2 separate regions of the Mus musculus genome follow, and region 2 is linked to region 1. A link is a contact called in public HiChIP or PLAC-seq data. All regions are on one chromosome and are shown on one strand. The core of a region is the stretch at or near the end of the contact, and the rest is flanking DNA. Distances in the headings are between cores, read along the strand shown. Region 1 has its middle 43 kb from the start of Gm20742. Region 2 has its middle 24 kb from the start of Themis3.

Region 1 (3,399 bases), core at 460-2,959:
GAGGATGGAAGCCCTTGAATAGATAATCAATCTGTGAGAATCTGTACAAATAAAGATGACACGGAATGGAACGATCCCTTTACAGGGTTTAAGTATCTTCCTTAGAGAAAGATAATATATCTAAATAAAGGGCAAAACAAAATGCTCAGAGTAGAGACACCGCTTTAGAAGAAATCAGGGGAAGTTAGGTAAACGGGCCTGCCTGACAGGGAATGAACCTGTGTGATACTCTTTGTCCCGGAGTGAGGTAGGCACCTTTGGTGAAACCCCTCTTATTAATGCTCCTTCAAAGTAGCTTTTCATTTATTTTCATCTAAAATTCTATGGGGCAAACTAGCATGCCCCAGGGGTATGCTCGTTTTTGCTTTAGTATTTTAAACATGGGCTTTATGATCTTAAACAAGCCCAGGCGTGTACTCCTTAATGAGAATGCTTAGGAGTGGGCCGACCCCCACAGGAGTATGTGCGCTCTCCCTGTGCCTTCTTTGGGGGCAGCGCTGTTTTGTGATCAGTCTTTCCCCTGCTTTTGGCCTCCCGTCTGCCGCTTTTGGCTTCTCACTCACCACGCAATTCACCAATCGCTTTTTGTCACAACCTCACTGGGTGCGTTACAGCTATCAGATGGGAACAATCACACCAACCTTATAGGATTGCCACGCAAACGTCACCGTCCTCACAGAAGCCTGGCCCGAGGTTGCTGGGAAATACGCGGAAGCCGTGGGTTTGCCAGTGAAGTGGCGCTCTGAGGCATCTGACCTCTGCCTAAAGCCGGTCTGGGGTATTCCTACAGCACGAGGCTTGTCCATGCCAGCGTAGGGGACCCAGATAAACTACGCATTGTTGTATGAAGAGTGATCTAAAACACGAATCTTCTGGAAATTCTTCTTCTTTTTTTTTCTTTTTCTTTTTCTTTTTCTTTTTGTTTTTCGAGACAGGGTTTCTCTGTATAGGCCTGGCTGTCCTGGAGCTCACTTTGTAGACCAGGCTGGCCTCGAACTCAGAAATCCGCCTGCCTCTGCCTCTGCCTCCCGAGTGCTGGGATTAAAGGCGTGTGCCACCACGCCCAGCTTCTGGAAATTCTTTTTAAAGAATTTCTCTTTAAACGTAGGAAGACTTGGAAATAGAAAAAAAAAAAAAAAACACTTGAGCTCACGAGGAAAGACAAATACATCCGTGCGCACAGTAGGAAGGATCATGGGTAACCTGTGCTCTAACGTTACTCACCTGGAGGCAAGCACGCTCCAATGACTTGGGGGAGAATGGGTTTTCTCAGAGGCACATTCCCCCCTCCGACCACTAGATGGCGCCAAAAGCATGCTAAACCACTGACAATGTGCCTGTCCACCATTTCTGTGGCTCACAGGCTGTCCTGGGGCCAGCGCTGTTCATTGTAAGGTGCATTTCCCACCCCAACAGACATCCCAAAAGACACGCGCGCGCGCGCATGTGTGTATGTGCCTTTCTGTTAAAAAGCTCCATTAGAACTCTTAAATATCCTTGTAAAGCTCAGTCACCTAAGTGCAGTTCATGGCTTCTAGGATTATACTTAACCTGAAAGGGAGGAGGGAGAGTTGGGGGGAGGGGGGAGAATTCAGGAGTTCAAACTAGAAAACATATGGCGTTGCCATCACGTGATCCTGGCTTAATCCAGGCTGCAGTACGACATGACCTCAGCCGGGTCTTTTAATCCCCTTGAGCCTCCCTCCCTACCCTATAAAGGGTGACAGAGTGTTGAGGGGCTCAGCAGAGGGTACAGGTACCAAATAGCTCCTCATACCCTGCTCTCCAGAGCAGGGGATGGACTTCATCTTCTATCCATGCTGGGGAGAGAAAGATGGGTCCCAGCAGGCTTGTAGCGATTGTATTTCCCAGCCTCAGCCAAGATGGCCACGGGGCTAATGGCGCTATCTGTATTAACTCACAGGGCTCCGTATGCAATAAACAGTTACCTCGAATGCTGCCAAGTACATGGTACTTCGAGCAGGAATGTAAGAGTCTGAGCGATGATTATTACCTAGTAAGGGAGAGAGTTCACGGCTTAGTTTTCCTTGAAATGTATTCTCGCTGCGCAGCTCAGGCTGGCCTCAAATTTACTAGGATTACAGGCTTACACCACCAAGTTTCTTGAATGCCTCATCTGTGAGAGGCTCACGGGCAGGCAGAGGCATGACCACAAGCTGAGGCAAGAAACCCCCCCCCAAGTGGTGGCACTATACCTGGGCAAATCCTAGAGAGGAGTCTGGAGGAAGGCTGCCTGCTCCTTTGTGTTGCAGTGCCGACTCTGAAGAGCTCCGAGGAACATCTCGAGCTGGACTTGAGTGCGTGGATTTCCTGTGTCTGCAAGAAGTCATTGAACTGTGCATGCTTTCAGACGCTGCCACCGAAGGACTGGTTGCAGGATTGTGAGGTGCGCTCTTGGAATGAGGATTTGGTATAGGAGGGGGCCTTGGATGCAGGCCTCTCTCACTTGCTGGGAAGTTCAGTGTCACTCTGTGTTGCCCGGGGACTGTAGGACTGCACCTGGGCCTTCTAAATCAGAGCTGGGGACAGACAGGATTTTTCATCAGGCTCTCTCAACCCTAACCTGCTCCTCTCGAGTGCGGTACCTGCGACTGTGCACGATCAATGCCTGGGGTCACGATCAATACCTGGGGTCACCTCGTGTGCTATGGCAAAGGTAAAGGATGCATAGATGTAACTGAGGTATTGAATCAATGGACAATGAGTTCACAAAGGGGAAATGATCAGGTGATCAGAAGATTCCACCCCTGACCCCCCCCCCCCAGCTCCCCCCCCAGCACCCTCCACCAGCCCCTCAGCAGTCCTGCCAGTCAGTGCCAAGACAGTTAGAATTCAGGACCATCAGACGGACAACCATAGAGATGTGAGCTAGCACTTCCGCAGAAGGCTGCTTCCAGGGCCGACAGACAAGAAGATGACTTGAGTGCAAGAGAAAGGCAAGATTGCAGTCTAACTGTCCCTTTGCCTGCATCCTGCAGGCCCTGAGCAGAGGACCAGCAAGACTTGGAGACAGCATCTCAGCATCACCTGGAGCCTCTGACTCTAGGACACGTCATTACATAACCGCAGAAAATGAGCTCAGGCTTGTGCTACCTTACAGAGTTATTGCGAGGATTATAAAAAAATGTCTGTAAGACACCTGACTGTAGAAACTGCTCAGCAGTTAAGAGCCCTGGCAAATACAGGACCTGGTTTTACTTTCAAGCAGCCGTGGTTCCCAACTATCTGTAACTCCCGTTCCAGGGGCTCTGACACCCCCTTCTGATCTCCATGGACACCAGGTATACATGGTGCATAGACATACATGCAAACACTCACATGTTGAGGCTTGGTCTGTTGCTATGTATCTATCATAAATGCTAAATTCTGTACCCAGAG
Region 2 (3,399 bases), core at 267-2,766, 380 kb after region 1:
AGTCGGCCCCCCCTCAATCCGTGGGAATCAGGGGTTCCGGCAGATGGGCATAGAGTCGGCGGGAATTGGGGTGACCAACAGACTCGACACAAGGGAGTGTGAATCTGTGTAATTTGTCAAATCGAGCATCAAACTTTTTATACAGAAGAAAATAGGGAATTTAGGTGACACACTGGCAAGGTACAAGGAGGTTACGGGATCCTTACATAGAACAGAGGAATGCAAACACAAAGGACTGGCAGGAACCAATGGGGATAAAATTCAATGTTAACAACTGGGATAAAAAACAGTCCCACATAAAGTCAGCTTAAACTTAGAAGCCAGGGACAAGGGCTTCATGCCCTTGCCATAGTTCCTATTCTAGTCTACTGTATAGTCCACCTTCTCCCTAGGCCATTGTAAATACTTGTATATGGGTGTAACTCAGCTATCTATAGTTCTAAGTATCTACTCTGGTTCCTCCTTAGATCACACACTTCCTTCTTCCTAGATAATGGTACATTCCTGTGTAGGGCAGTGACTTAGCTATCCATGCCCAGGTTCGGATCAAGGACTGCCTAGAATCTAACTTAGCTATATGTCAAAGAATCAATCCTTAGGAGCACTTATAATAAAGCAATATTAAAGGAAAGCACACAGATCCGTTTACCAACTAAAGCAAGGACATTGGAGCATTCGTTATACAGGATGCCACGGTCCCAGGAGACTAAGTTTCTGTGAACAGGTTTTTGGGGCCTGTCGTGCTTGTCACCACTGGAGTGGATGTAGCATATCGCCACTACTCATCCAGGTTCTACCTCTTAAGAGTCCTACTACCCCTCAACTATTAGGAATTAGTTTCTAGGACATCAACCTTTGAGGGACAAACTGTATCATTCAACTATCTACCTATTGAGTCAAAAGCAGAAATCACCTTACCATTTAGTACTAGGGCCAAGAATAAATGGTGCAACCTCAACTTCCTAAGTCCCTTACTCTCTACCTGTGATAACTGGGCACACTATCCTGGATTTCTAGGCCTTAGATTTCTAGCCCTATGGAGTTCTTCAACCAGGAAGTGAGGTTAATAGCAGTGTCAGTGTAATAGCTTTTGGAGGACCCTAGTTAGTACGAGCAAAGACTCAGATCTAGCACATAGCTCAAGAGTGTTAGTGGCTGGTGTCATGTTGGATAGGATTGACGCCCAGACACTCTACACGGCACCTAGGTCACACAAAGGTCAAGGTAGGAAGTCCTCTCAGCCTACTTCTTGGCTACCACCATTTCCATCAGCACAGCACATTGAAGGGGGAGACCAGATGAGACTGTCTTCTCTCCATAGCCTGAACCAAGAAGGAGACTGTGGGTTGGCACCATGGGCCTGGCTTCCCACATAGCCGATGAGGACTCTAAGAGAGGCCGTCCTGCATTGTGTGGTTTTGTCCCTTTTCTGCTGTAACCACACAGCACTGGAGTTTTCTCCTCCTACTCCATAAAGACTAGAGGTTCTGTAAGCAGAGATCCTGAGTCATCTAAGTACCCTATTGAACATTAGATTAGTGATTCTCAGCCTTCCTAATGTGGTGACTCTTTAACACAGTTCATCATGTGGTAGTGACCACAACCATAAAATTAGTTTTGTTGTGACTTCATACCTGTAATTTTCCTTATGAATCATAATGTAAATGTCAGTGTTTCCCAATGGTCTGAGGTGACCCCTGGGAAAGTGTCATTCAACCCCCAAGGGGTCGGGACCCAAGGCTGAGAATCACATTAGTCCCTTTCTCCTTTAGGGCTTATCCCCGAAGCTCAGCCACATTGGAGACTAAGCTTCTCATAGATAACTTCTGTGCCCATCGTCTTCAGCCACAGCACTCTGACTCGACTCTTTCCTTGCGTCCATCCTGCCCTCCCATCACGGGGTTAGACAGCAGGTGATGTTATGCTGCCCCTTACAAAACAAAAACCCAATTCAAGGAATAAATACCTTGCTCTCAAAGTTCGCTTACGGGGGAAAGTAGCCATCCAGAAGACAAAGCAAACGAGAGAGAAGAGCAACCACAAGACAGAGGTAACTGTCAGAGGTGGCAGCAGGAAAAGAGCATTGAAATATGTCAGGCAATATGACGGGATGAGAAGAGGAGCCAAAGGTCTGGAGCTGGGGAAGCCAAATGGAGCTGGAAGAGAAGGAACAAAAGAGTTGTTCTGCCTGGTAGCCGGACTCCAGACTTGTGTGGTCTGTGTTGTCTGTCCTTCCTTGAAGGCTTGAGAGGTGACCTCTCGAGGCCCCAGAGGACAGGCGAAGGCAGTGTGGAAACTTCTGAGGGAAGCTGTGTGCTGTGCTGTGGCTCAGCTGTACCAGAAGGGGACAAAGCTACCAACTGAAGTCCGATCTCAGAAAAACTCAGCCTCTGCTTTCCCAGAAGTCACATTAGAAGAAGGGTGGGGTCCTGGGTGATGCTGATCCTGACACCCAGGCCTACCCCTGAAGAGTTATTTCCCTGCGTTCTTATTCTGTTTGCACAACTTAGAATGTAATAAGATGAGCAGAGTCAGAGAGATGGCTCAGTGGCTAAGAGAGCCTGCTTGGAAAGCACAGCACCTGAATTTAAAATTCCCAGCGTTTATACCAAAAGCTGCATGTGGCTGTGCATACCTGCAACCCAAGCGCTGTGCGGATGTGAGGAAAAGATCCCTGGAGTTTGCTGCCTGCCAGTCTAGTTCCAGGTTCAGTGAAAGATTCATCTCAAGAGAAAAAGGCATGGAATGACTGAGTAGATACCTGATGCCAACCCTTGGCCTCCTCCATATGTGTATGCCTGTGCACATCTGTGCACACACAGGAACTTGCATGTATCCGTGCATATGTATCCACATATACCATACACATACACACTAAAAATAAATAAAAAACCCAGCATGCAATAGTATATGCAATGCCTAGTGGCAGACATGTTCTAAAGGTGTTTTACATATGGTAATTAGCACTCTTTTCTCACAGCCCCATGCAGTGAGTGATGGGCATCCTCACAGTGCAGAGAAAGGCAGGGAGAGGCAGGTGAGGTGACCGGCTAGGGTCATTCAGAAAGCATCAGACCATGCGCTGGCTGGAGCCCTGACTTGCCATAGCAACTCCTCCTGAGGGACACATCCCTCTGCTACAGCCACTGTTGCTTGTTAAAACACACCAGCAGTTAATTTATTTCATACCACCATAGCTGCCACTGTTTTATGGCTAGAGGGACAGTACTCCTGTACCTCTGTCATTTAGTACTGTTACTTATTTGATTGAGATTTAATGAGTAGAAATAAAAAATGCTTTCGGTGTATAGACATTCACAGGTAATATATATTCAAAACAGGCTAATCAAAAGTCCAACATCTGCTAGGACACATTAATTTTTGTGGGAACATTATTGC

What was found. HiChIP or PLAC-seq counts read pairs in DNA pulled down with a chosen protein or histone mark.
Region 2: a FOXA1 HiChIP or PLAC-seq map of pancreatic cancer cells shows a contact between it and region 1. The contact joins two enhancer-like sites.

What each region holds. Positions count from the first base shown.
Region 1 is chr17:66,234,007-66,237,405 of GRCm38.p6, forward strand. No RefSeq gene overlaps it. Among named protein-coding and RNA genes, the nearest start is that of Gm20742, 43 kb to the left of the region's middle. Within about 2 kb of position 1,710, at least 30 of the 459 cell types and tissues checked have an H3K27ac peak or open chromatin away from gene starts, as enhancers often do. A contact at or near this core is called in pancreatic cancer cells, where this site is marked.
Region 2 is chr17:66,616,580-66,619,978 of GRCm38.p6, forward strand. No RefSeq gene overlaps it. Among named protein-coding and RNA genes, the nearest start is that of Themis3, 24 kb to the left of the region's middle. Within about 2 kb of position 1,517, at least 6 of the 459 cell types and tissues checked have an H3K27ac peak or open chromatin away from gene starts, as enhancers often do. A contact at or near this core is called in pancreatic cancer cells, where this site is marked.